2 separate regions of the Mus musculus genome follow, and region 1 is linked to region 2. A link is a contact called in public HiChIP or PLAC-seq data. All regions are on one chromosome and are shown on one strand. Each heading gives the region's core, a stretch centred on a gene start, on an enhancer-like site or on the middle of the called end of the contact. The rest is flanking DNA. Distances are from core to core; before and after follow the strand shown.

Region 1 (6,418 bases), core at 2,694-5,193, 130 kb after region 2:
CTTGGGGTTGGAGAGATGGCTCAGCGGTTAAGAGCACTGTAGGGTAGGCTCTTCCAGAGATCCTGAGTTCAATTCCCAGCAACCACATGGCGGCTCACAACTCCTCGTAATGGGATCAGATGCCCTTTTCTGGTATAAATAAATAAATCTCTAAAAGAACAAAAAAAGAAAAAAGAAGAAGATCCCGTCTCAATTAAAAACAAAACACCAGGGGGAGGAAGAGGGAATTTAAGATACAAAGATCTAGGAAGTGGGACAGGTGACTGCAGCTCTCCTTGCCTCAGGTCAGAGGCAGTGGCCAGGGACACAGTTAACCAGAAGACAGGGCAAAACAGTTTTTAGAGAATCCTAACTTTTTAACAGTACAAGAGAAGACACTGGGCACGAGATCTGTGGAAGCGAAATCGTGTTGTCACGAAGCAGAACTATGGAGACACAATAACTTAAGACAGGGCACTACACAGGCCTTTTGTTTTTTGTCTTGAGACCGGACCTCATGTGGCCAAGGCTTGCCTGGAATTCCAGAGTTCCAGGTCAAGGGGCAGTCCCCTGAGCTGCTGAGGCATTTTCAAAGAAGGCTGGAGAGAGGGCTCATTGCTTAAGAGCAATTCCTCTTGCAGAGAACCCAGATTCGGGTCCCTGTGCCTGTATGGCAAATTTAAAATATCTGTAACTCCCAGTTCAGGGGTGGGGGATCTAATGCCCTCTTCTGGCTTCCATGGGCACTGCACACAGAGACAAACACATGAAGTAAACTAAAAATCTTAAAAAAAAAATGGATAAAATAAAATACCAATCCTGGTGGCAAGATCTGACACACCAGCAACAAATACAAATTCTTTAACCTGTATATAAACAACAGGCTTTATCAGGAGGGAAAAATAAAATCCACCTGCCTCTGCCTCCCGAGTGCTGGGATTAAAGGTGTGCACCACCACCGCCCGGTGACTTAAAAATTTCTTGCTTGAATATTTTAAAATGTAAACAAGAAGCTTCCCACAGGTTTCTTGTCTTAAAAAAAAACCTGTCATGATTTCCTAAGCGCTTGACAGGTAGAATAGCAGGCAAGAAGACTTAACATCCATCAACTATACATAATATACACCGCTGCATAGCAATGTGGGAGAGCTGCTTCAGTTCTCAAACGGTCATGCATGTCCCTACCCAACCATAAAAGAACAAACATTCAAATTACAAGGACTTATGACCCAGGGACAGTTGCAAGACACGGAACATCAAATGCCCTGTGTTCAGGACTCAGCCTTCAATTAGTCAATCTGTGCACCAAATACCCAAACGGCTAAAGAAGATGAAGTGTCCATGCTCTCTACTGTCTCAACAAAAACCAATGCTTGCTAGCTTCAGGGAAAAGCTGAAACAACCAGCAAAGTAACCCAGTAACTCGCAGCATCCTCTGGACACTGCTAGGAGCCCTAGAGACCTCAGTAGCCGGGGTGTCAAGCCCTTCTTGTCTTTAGTCTCCAGTCCATGAGTCCAGGCAGTTCGTCTGCCTACCCACCTTCCACAAGAGAGGTCTGAGTCAATGAGATAGGTGACTGACCTGGAGAGCCTGGCGGCCCTGCTGGGCATCAGCCAGCAGCTGGATGGTGAGTGCCCGAGAGTCCTGCAGGGCATCCTGGAGGTAGGCGAAGCTGTGGCCACCGTGGCGGCCCAGCGTGCACTCTCTGCAGATGGGGACAGAGCAGGTGTCACAGTAGAGATGCAGGACCTGTGGACCAGAGAGACGGGTGTGAACAGAGTGGAGACAGCCCAGTCCTCCTCCAAACAGTGTGTACCCCTCCCCCCTCAAGACAGGCAGAACTGTCACAATCGTTACCCACTGTCCTCCCCTGCATGTCCGATGCCTCAAACCCAGGTGCCGTACATATCCCATTCCAGCCTGAGTCAGATCACAACCCAGACACACAGAGTCAGAGATCATAGAGACAGTCTAGGGGGCTTAAGCAGGGAGGAGTTCCTGTGTCTCAACAGATCTAGAAAGTTCTATGGTTCTCTGCTCTGGGATTGGCGGTCTGTGGTCACGCTGTATGTGAAGCAAGGTCAAGAAGCAGTACGGTGAGCCGGGCGTGGCGGCTCACGTCTTTAATCCCAGCACTCGGGAGGCAGAGGCAGGCAGATTTCTGAGTTCGAGGCCAACCTGGTCTACAAAGTGAGTTCCAGGACAGCCAGGACTACACAGAGAAACCCTGTCTCGAAAAACGGGGGGGGGGGGGGGGGGGGGGGCGCGCAGTACAGTACTTCCCAGCCCTCCCTCCATCAGGCGGCCAGTCTATCTCCTGGGCACTCCAGCATCTATGGGAGGAAGCATCCGGAACTAAGGCCAAATGCTAACAGTAAGGTCAGCCTGCCCAAGTGAACAGCTTCCTTAAGAGCCCATGAGCTGGGGGAGAGAAGGGCTGGACACCCCTCACCTGCTGACAGGCAAGAGGCTCTCGGGAGAGAGGGCTCAGCATGGAAACCAGCCATGCTCCTCCCTCAGTTACTGTCTCTTGGATTGATTTCACGAGCAGCTGGGGGCGAGGGGAAAGCTGCCACAGGGACACGAGGAATCAATGTGTAAGCTGGATTCCTTGCCACCGGCAGCAACACATTTAAATCTCCACATGAGGACAGGAGGTGTGGGGGGGGGGGCCCTCTCAGAACCACACAGCAGGGGCGCTCCAAGCCTAGCTCAGGGCTGGCTACCCCACCCACAACAAAACACTTCAAGAGTCTTGGACCCAGTAGCCAGGAAAAGATGGGAGACAGCTTTGAAGGCTGAAGGAGGGAGGGGCTAACAGAAAACAATTTAGACAGAGATCCCCAGAGTGGAGCTGGGAAGACCCACAGTGAGGGGAATGCTGTTTCCTGTGCCGGTTTGTCCCCCTCGCGGGTGATTTGAGGGGTGACATGTGCTGTGCTGTCCCACTAGGGCCTGTAAGTTACTGGTAATTTATCCTGCATCCAGAGATAGGCGATTTGGGAATACCTTTTTTTTTTTTTTTTAAATCTCACAGAGAAATGGATCAGATCTTTTGTTGGGTCTGCACAAGGAAACGTGACTGAGTAACCAATTTTAATCACTTTTTAGCCAACACTGTAGACTAAAGCCTTCAGCAGCAGCAACCACTTTTAAAGTAAGTCTATCCTGTCAGACTCAGGGAGAGAATCCCAAATAACCAGCAAGACGACGCTCGGCTCAATGAATCTGGAGCAATCCCTAGTAAGTTTCCATGTGGGGATAGAGCGAATCTACTGGGCTAGGCAATCCTGCCACATTCCCTCCCTCAGCCCCCTCCCCCTCCCCCTCCTAAGGGAAGAAAGGAATAACCCTCCCCCCCCTTAACCTCCCTGCCGCCGCCAGCCGCTCCCCCAAAGGGCTGTGTGGAAACCTCCCACCAGAAGGTGCAGTTTACACTGAAATAGTGGACTCAGGCACCCTTGCTTTCTCCAGATGTAGTGAAAGCAACTGACTCTCCGAGACCAGAGGTCAGCACACCCCAGGCTCCTGAGCCAGGACACCTGTCCAGTGACTTCCTCTGCCTGCCTTGAACCTCCCTCTAAACTGGGAAACAAATGGGGTCTGACTTGCTACCTCAGGAGACCCTTTCCAGCCTTCAAAATCTCAGGAGCCGGCCTGTCTGGGGACGGACAACAGGAAGCAAAAAGCTTCCAGGTAATTCTGGGCTGAGATAAGAAACTGGGCTCCAAACTGAAACTGTCCAAACGTTAGGAAACTCCCAGACCTTTAGGCCTGGTGGACCCTGCAACGGGGCTTCCGTGATGCCAGGCACAGGAGATCCCCTGAGGCCTCAGAGTAAGCCCCGAGGAAGCACTCTGCAAATATGGGAAAGAAATCCCGGCCAGAGCAGGCGGTGGTGTCAGAACAGCCCAGATGCTTCTTAAATGAGTCAAAGGGTGTCTGCCATGAAACGTGGCCCGGACTCGGGTCACGACGGATGGGAGCCAAGTCCGGATGCGCTGTGAATGCAGACAAGCTGGGCTGAGGAGGGGCGGTGGCACCCAAGTGGCGAGGAATAAAACCTACATACAGATGCATACAACAGCCTCCTCGTGCTCATAACTAGGAAACTACAATTTTAAAATGCATTTTTAAATCGTTACGTTTTAAATCAAAACTTAAGACCATGCAACTTTAGGGTGGCAAAACCATAAAATAAGAACAATTTTAAGTCTTCTAGTTATGGATTGGAGTTATATTTTTAGACTATCTCACACTTATCTACCTGCCATTTCTAAGACTAGGGAGGTAGAATTTTAGAACTACATATATTCAATGAATGAGGAAGGTCGCTCCGAAAATCGATCAACAGTTACAGTTGGATGATCAGTTGCGACTGGCGGCTCAGGAGAGGACTTGGGGATTTGAGGTGCTGCCTGCCAAGCAAGGCCATGGGTGTCTGATCCCAGGACCCACATGTGGGCAGAACAGACTCCACCAAGTCTCCATACAACCTACCCCTAAACCAAAAAATGTAATTTAAAAATAAACGGGGGTGGGGGACTTTTGGTATAGCATTGGAAATGTAAATGAGTTAAATACCTAATAAAAAATGGAAAAAAAAATAAACGGGGGGCAGGGGATCCTTATTAAGAAAAATGGAACAGAGTATACAGATAAGAGCCTGTGCCCCCACCCCGCAAAAGTGGCAGCCACTACAGGGAAGCAGAAAGGGAAGGGGTGGAGTCCGCTGGTGGCAGAAATTCCAGGGCCTACGTGCCGCCTGTTTGGGGCTACCCCGGCAGATGCATGGACACGCCCCCTCGAGCCTGGCGACAATCTGGCTGCTCTAGCTAAATGGAGCTAGCCTGACCTCTGACCCTCCAAGTGACCACCCCCTTCCCTGCCCCCAGCTTCTAGAACGTCCCACCTCTCCCAGCCTTCCTCTCCCAAAATTTCTAAAATACCAAGCAGAGACAAAGACCAAGGAATGTGGGCCCAGCAGGAAAGGAACGGGGGTGGAGTGGAATGGGGAGTGGGGGTGGGGAAGACTAAAGAAAATAAATAAATAACAACACAAGGTAGGCAGGCAGGCCTATGTACCTCCTGAAATAAAATGCTTTGTTGGTGAACACACACACACACACACACACACACACACACACACACACACACGATTTTTTCAGTCCTCCATCCGGCTCAAGCCGGGACACACATATTGGAGGACATGTTGGGGAAACAGGAGCAATGGTTCTAAGCCCAGGGACCCTCATCAGCGAGGAATATTAAATACAGGGGGAAAGCCCAAAAGCCGTGATCGCCACGTAATCTCAAGTTTGTCAAAATGTCTCGACTGAAGTACATTATCAACCTCTGTTTATCGTTTACTTATTTAAAACTTTTTAAGTCTGTTTCTCCTTCAATGTCACTTGGTCTCTCACAAAGGAAGGCTCAGGCACACACTGGCCATCGGCCAACCTTCCCAATCCATGCGCTCTGTGTGTTGCACACGTGCCAGAGACTTGCTTCAAAAATCATAAACCAAGCTCGGGAGCCAAGAAAACCATCAGCTAAATAAAGAACATCAGAACCAGGGCTCGGCGGTTCAGAACACCGACTGCTCTTCCTGAGGTCCTGAGTTCAAATCCCAGCAACCACATGGTGGCTCACAACCATCTGTAATGAGATCTGGTGCCCTCTTCTGGTGTGTGTCTAAAGTCAGCTAGAGTGTACTCCTATAAATAAAAATAAATAAATCTTTTAAAACAAAAACAAAACAAAAACAAAAGGACCATCAGACCCGGGCTTTATGGCCTGGCTGCTGTGGATCAGTGGGTGAAGGTGCTGCTGCCAAGCCTGGCAACTGGCAGCTCAGAGAGCCACTAGCTCCAACCTTTCTCTGGGTACACACACAACAAGTAACAACTCAAGGGAAAGCTAGGACTCCAAACCAAACAGTAAACAAGCCCTCAGCAGAAGCCTATGCCTAGGACCCCACAACCGGGAGGCCTGGGGAGCCAGAAGAAAACCATTTAGAGTTCTTTGGCAGAAAGAGAAGGGCGATTCACAAACTTTTAAAGATAGGTGAGGTTTAGTTAGTCCCAGCCCTTGGATAGACAAGAGGCTGGAAGATGTGAGTTTGGGGCTAGCCTAGTCTACATAGCAAGTTCCAAGGTTAGAGACTGTCTCAAAAATAAATAAATAAATAAATAAATAAATAAATAAAGTGTGTTTGCTCAGAACCAGTAAACTAATGCTCAAACTCAGAGATCCACCTGCCTCTGCCTCCCAAATGCTGGGATTAGAGGCACCTGTCACCCCTGGCTGAGACCAATTTTTTCAAACATTTAAAAAAAAAAAAAAAAAAAAAAAAACTTCCCACCTGCTGCTTGATACCAGAGTATCCTGTATTCTGCGTGCACTGCAATGTTTTGGTAGAGCGCTGAGAATGGAATC
Region 2 (6,171 bases), core at 1,491-3,990:
GGAGGTATTACAGTGGGACTGGTACCTATGTGAATTCTTCATGACCAGGATGTGGTAGCAAAGGGTCTACACCTTCCTGCACAGAGAAAATAGCTCATATGCTTATATTCCCGACCGTAAATTGCTCATCCCTCCCCAGAAAGAGGCACCTATTGAACTGTGGGGACCAATGGAATGATCACAACATTTGGCTAATGCGCTATTTAGTGATGTTTCATCAACCACTGATGAAACCAAAACTTATGGAAAGTGGCAGCCTGTAGACCGGGGGATGGAATGGCCATCACTGAGGAAGGACCACAAAATCAGTGCAGCACTATTGCCTGTAAGACAAACCACTAGGAAAGCAAAGGGAAGATGTCTGTCTTCTCTAATTCATGTGCAATGGTATAGCAGCTATACGGCCATCAAAACGGAAAACCACTAACTGATGGATAAATGGCAAAGATATCTGGTCCTGGTTGTTGGGGGACGGAGGGACAGAAATGGAAGCAGGAAAACCTAACAAACTTAGCAAAGATATCAAATTATGTGTAGCCCATACAGGCAAGAGAGTCAAAATGTCCAAAAATAATGAAACAGTGTAGAAACATCCCCTGTGTGGAAATTTACTAGAGGACACATCAGGTCTAGAGATGTCTATCTAGAGTGGCATGTAACCCAGGCTAGCCTCTTATTTGTGGAAATCCTTCTGCCTCCCCCTATAGAGCATTAATGATTACAGGTGAAAGCCACCACACCACAGTGGCTTAGACCACCAAAGACAGAGCTAAAATGTCATGGACAAACTGGAGATCCAGGTGAGAAGATGACAGGAGTTCATTTAGAATCCAGTGAAGGAGTTAGTCTGTCAATAACCTAATTTAACTACATGTTCTACCTATCAAAACACACTGTGAGAGTGGACAAGGCAGTATACACCTCCCATCTTAGCATCTAGGAGGCAGAGGCAGGCAAGTTCTCTGTTTCACATAGAATCTCAGGGCAGCCAGAGCTGCATAATAAAGGCCCTGTTTTATAGAACTAAAACAACCACTGAACCATAGTAAGTTCAAGGACAGCCTTGAGATCCTGTTTTTTAAAAAAATTCAAATTTTGGGCTGGGCGTGATGGTACACACCTTTAATCCCAGCACTTGGGAGTCAGAGGCAGGCAAATTTGAGTTCAAGGCCAGACTGGTCTACAGAGTGAGTTCCAGGACAGCCAGGGCTACGCAGAAAAACCCTGTCTCGAAAAACCAAAAAAAAAAAACCAAAAAAAAAAACAGCTTTATTTAGGATATTTATTTGTATATTAGTATATATGACCCCGTGTGTGAATGCCCACATGTGTGTATGTGCGCCATGGTGTACATGTGGAGGTCAGAGAATGATATCTGGTGTGTGTCCTGCTCTGAGGCCGTTTGTCCTACTGTTCTCCTTTGCATAACCCAGGCTACCTGGCCCCAGAGTTCAGGATTCGCCCATCTCACTGTAGGAGTGCTGCGCTGTGCAGGTTCTGAGAGTACTCACTCCCGCCTCCCTCTCACATCGTCGTGCCCCACCCGTATCCCCACCCCAAACCCTCTATCACTAAAAACAACTACCAGCCCAGTCTTCAGGCTATCTTCTAGAGTTCCAGGCCAGCTAAAGATACACAGTGAGGCCGGGCGTGGTGGCGCACGCCTTTAATCCCAGCACTTGGGAGGCAGAGGCAGGCGGATTTCTGAGTTTGAGGCCAGCCTGGTCTACAAAGTGAGTTCCAGGACAGCCAGAGCTACACAGAGAAACCCTGTCTCAAAAATCCAGAAAAAAAAAAGATACACAGTGAGAAGCTGCCTCAGAAAAACAAACAGAAAGAAAGAAGGAGAGAGAGAGAGAGAGAAGGAAAGAAAGAAAGAAAGAAAGAAAGAAAGAAAGAAAGAAAGAAAGAAAGAAAGAAAGAAAGGAAGAAAGAAAGAAAGAAAGAAAAAGGGGATTTAGGGGTGTGGCCCAATAGTAGAGTACTTGCCTAGAATTAATGAGGACCTGAGACTCACCGATAGCATTGCAAAAAGTAAGTGAAATAAATAAATAAATAAATAAATGAGATAATGCCTAAAATAAATGAATATTGTTATTGACTACAACTCATTAAAGCTGGGAAAATCTCATGTATATTTAAGTCAACGTCAACTAAAGCAGAGGTGATGACCCATGGCTATACTTCCAGCATTCAGGAGGCAGTAGGCGGAAGATCAGAAGTTGCCAGAGGGAAGGGCTACTGTTCTCATTAAAAATCAGGGCACTTCAAAATAACTTGGCCATAGCTGAGTCACACTTAGAATTCCTCTGTAACCTACTACAGTGCTTCTTCACCTTTGCTTTCACTGAACCTCGGAGCTGGGTCCGGGTCTAGGACTTCAGGGTTTCTGGGCTGGGGCCCAGAGTCTGCATTTCCATGTTTAAGTCTCGTTGGCCTGTGGACCACACCTTGTGAATGTTAGACCACGTGCTAGGGAGAGTTTTAGGGGCTAGGCTTCTAAGGCCAGAGCACTGAGGACTGACTGGCTGGTTTCCTCTTCCCTGCTCAGTTCTTTTCTGGCAGCCGGGACAGGCTGAAGGCCCCTGTGAATGGCCAGCCCCTGAACTTCATCATTGCTCATTCAGGGGTGCCGCCATTCCGGAAGGAAACACAGTTGTGGGAGATGCATAGACCACAGCTGCTTCTGAGTCACGTGGCCTACAGAGGCTGGACCTCCACTCGCAGCACAGAGCCTCGGGGCGGGGCGGAGCTGGGGGCGGGTCCTGGCATAGGGTCCTCAACAACCCCCGGAGGTGCAGCGGCTGGCCAGAGCGCCCACTGCCTAACGGAGAGACCCCATCGTGGCGCGATCATGCTCCGGGTCCCCCTGTGTACGCCGCTCCCGCTCCTGGCACTGCTGCAACTGCTGGGCGCTGCGCACGGCATCTATGTAAGTCTCCGGTGCCACCGCGCGGGGACGCTCCGCCGCTGGGAAGCGGGCAGAGGCCGAGGAAAGCCGCGGCTCTGCAAAGTCGGGATCCGGGTTACCCTCGATCACCCGCTCAGAGCAGGCAGGCCGCCGAGGCGCAGGCAGTGGTCGGGCCTCCCGTAGGAGGCGGGCCGGACGGGCGGGGCGCGCGTCCTTCCTGGTTGCTGGCGCGCGTGGGTTCCGCTGCGGCGGTCCCGTGTGCACGGACCTGCTTCCCGGTTTGTGCAGCGCGGTCGGGGGCTAGCTGAGGTGCGCCTGAGTCTTTCCAGCTTCGGTTTCTGGGGAGAGGGGTCCAGGCTGCGCGGGGCTGCTAGAGGGCTCCGCGGGCAGTGGCGTGGGGCGCGATCCTTGCGGAGTTCGGGCTTCATGGAACGCTCCGGAAGGAGAAAAAATGGGGTCAGGAGTGGCTCCTGCAGTGGGGTCACAGGAATATTCGCTTTCAGAGACTTCTCCCTTTTCAAACATACTGTTCATGTTTCTCGCTAGCCACCTGCTGGCTGCTTTTAGTTTGAGGTGTGCATCGCCTTGTTTGTTGGAAGCCTTTTTCTTCTTTTAGGGTTTGGCGGTGCGGGAGGAGGGTGGGAAGAGGCCAAGTGCTACAGGCGAGGTCTGGGTGGCAGGGCAGTGGCTGAGGCGCGTGGGACACGCACCTGGGGAGGTCTGCACCGAACCTGCGAAGGGGACAGGGCGTGGTGGAACGGGGCTCCTACTCATTTGCACTTTGAGCGAGTCACCTTGGGGCCCTCCAGATGGACTGAGTCGGGTAAGTTCAAGTACTTGGTAGTAGACTTTGAACCTTGTAGACTTGTAAAAATTACACTCTTGGAAATGGCACACGTTTATCTAAAACCAGAGTTGAAACTTGTTTAAGTTTCTGGAAAACAGTTGCTGAAAATGCTTTCGATTAAGGAGAACGAAAATTTAGTGCCGGCTGCTCCGTCAGAGCTTGAGGTCTTGAGAACCAGTGGGCAGAGGCTCCAACAGGTAGGGGAAAGGAACCCATATATCTGGAGTGTCAGGATGGGCAGGAAGAGATAAGGATTTATGGAGGTGTCACCAGTCTGATGTAAGTCACCAGGCAAGAAATTGAGGTGCCCTGTGAGAGCCGAACCCTGAGACGCTGCTTTGTGATCTCCGCGGGAATTCTTAATTATGTAGCTATCCCTCTTGAGCAGTTAGATTAGAGCCAAGAAATTCCAGCCAACTGGCTTTCAGTTATTTTTGTTTGTTTGCATCTGCAACGTTAACTCTCAAACTTCAGACCTAGATTAAAAATTAAAGCCGGGTGGTGGTGGTACACACCTTTAATCCCAGCACTCGGGAGGCAGAGGCAGGCAGATTTCTGAGTTCGAGGCCAGCCTGGTCTACAGAGTGAGTTCCAGGACAGCTAGGGCTACACAGAGAAACCCTGTCTCTAAAAACAAAACAGAACAAAACAAAAAAAAATAAAATGTGTGTGTGGGGTTGTTTAGTTTTGGGGGGGGAGTTGGTTTTGTTTTTTTTTCCTTTTTCAAGACAGGGTTTCTCTTTGTAGCCCTGGTTGTCCTGGAACTCACTCTGTAGAGCAGGCTGGCCTGGAAGTCAGAGATTCTCCTGCCTCCACCTCCTCCTCCTCTCCCTCCTCCTTCTGTTGTTGTTGTTGTTAGATTTATTTATTTTTCTATGTGACTATACTGTAGCTATCTTCAGACACACCAGAAGAGGACATTGGGTCCCATTACAGATGGTTGTGAGCCACCATGTGGGTGCTGGGAATTAAACTCAGGACCTCTGAAAGAACAGTCCATATTTTTAGCTGATAAGCCATCTCTCCAGTCCCCTCCTGCCAAACCGATTGCACATTAACAAGCAATACACTTGTATGAAGATATGTCTCTCCGTTTTGGGCTAGAGCTGTAATTACTTTAAGAGAAGTCTATTCTTTTGAGTTTGGTTTTTTTTTTGTTTTTTTTTTAAAAGATTTATTTATTTATTATATGTAAGTACACTGTAGCTGTCTTCAGACACTCCAGAAGAGGGAGTCAGATCTCATTAAGGATGGTTGTGAGCCACCATGTGGTTGCTGGGATTTGAACTCCGGACCTTCGGAAGAGCAGTCGGGTGCTCTTACCCACTGAGCCATCTCACCAGCCCCTTTTGTTTTTAATGAGAAGTTCTCATGAACCCTGGCTGGCCTCAAACTTGGTATGTAATCAAACATAGCCTTGGACTTTTGACGATTCTGCCTTTACCTCCTGGGGGCTGGGAGGACCTGGGTGCACCACCATGCCCTGTTTCTGTGGTGCTGAGAGTGGAACCCGGGCTTTGTTCATGCTAGGTCCTCTACAAATTGAGCTACATCCCCAGGCCCAGAAATCAGAATCTTACGTTGCCGTTTGCAATCTGCAGTCAACTCAGATTTTGTTGTTTTTGGAAAACTGTATTATCCACGCACTGGAAGTGTGAAAGTGAGGTTTTACTGTTACATGTTTACATGTAATGACATTTGCAACGGTGCTTTGCTGTTGTTACGAAAACAGTTTTGACTCATGAGAGACTTTCCCCAGACGATATGCTAACATCTGATCACTTAGAATAATAACTTTCCTATTATTAAAAAAAAAGAAAGAAAGAAAACAGACTGGGGACGGGGGCCACTCGAGAAGCAGAAGCGGGAGTCTCAGCCGGGGCTACACAGAGAAACCCTGTCTCAAAAAAAAGGGAGGGGGGAGAATGAGAATGAATGAATGAATGAATGAATGAATATTAGAATATGGTTCATGCCCGTTGTGGGGAATCTTTAACCGTATGAAACACTGTTAAGCCAACAGTAGGAACTGAGGCTGGAGATGCGGTTTGGTTGGTAGAATGCCTGCTGGTGTGCATGAAACCCTCACATAAACCAACTGCATGGTAGAGCATGCCTGTAATCCCCGCACCTGTTGGGTGGAGGCAGGAGGATTGGAAGTTCAGGGTATCCTTGACCACACTGTGAATTCAAGGGCAGCTTGGACTACGTGAGACCTGACCCAAAAGGTCATGTATCACGTCGTGAGTGCCGTGAGTGCGGTGCGTTTTAACAGCAGAGCCTGGCGGCTCACTGGTGTTTGAGTGGCTTGGATTTGAGGCAGGTTGGAGCTGTGGCCGCGGTCCGTGGGCTTTGGTTGAGTGGGAATGAGAATGCTCTGCTGATCTATCTATCCCATAAAGCTGACACCAGT

Evidence for each region. HiChIP or PLAC-seq counts read pairs in DNA pulled down with a chosen protein or histone mark.
Region 1: a contact with region 2 is called in an HNF4G HiChIP or PLAC-seq map of pancreatic cancer cells. The contact joins the enhancer-like site here to the promoter of Glb1 in region 2. A contact is called at or near these places in 1 of 39 promoter capture datasets (neural stem cells), 1 of 484 Hi-C or Micro-C datasets (embryonic stem cells), 12 of 115 datasets of contacts at active chromatin or transcription factors (the SCID.adh cell line, bone marrow-derived macrophages, embryonic stem cells and 6 more) and 3 of 9 other capture datasets (adipose tissue, liver and pancreatic islet).

What each region holds. Positions count from the first base shown.
Region 1 is chr9:114,523,393-114,529,810 of GRCm38.p6, forward strand. Trim71 (tripartite motif-containing 71) reads right to left here. Exons shown (of 4, transcript NM_001042503.2): 2 at 1,562-1,729. Among named protein-coding and RNA genes, the nearest start is that of Ccr4, 30 kb to the left of the region's middle. Within about 2 kb of position 3,944, at least 153 of the 459 cell types and tissues checked have an H3K27ac peak or open chromatin away from gene starts, as enhancers often do. A contact at or near this core is called in adipose tissue, embryonic stem cells, epiblast stem cells and 6 more, where this site is marked.
Region 2 is chr9:114,398,338-114,404,508 of GRCm38.p6, forward strand. It overlaps Glb1 (galactosidase, beta 1), which reads left to right and starts at 2,741. Exons shown (of 16, transcript NM_009752.2): 1 at 2,741-2,932. The coding sequence starts at 2,855. It overlaps Tmppe (transmembrane protein with metallophosphoesterase domain), which reads left to right and starts at 2,758. Exons shown (of 2, transcript NM_001200002.1): 1 at 2,758-2,932.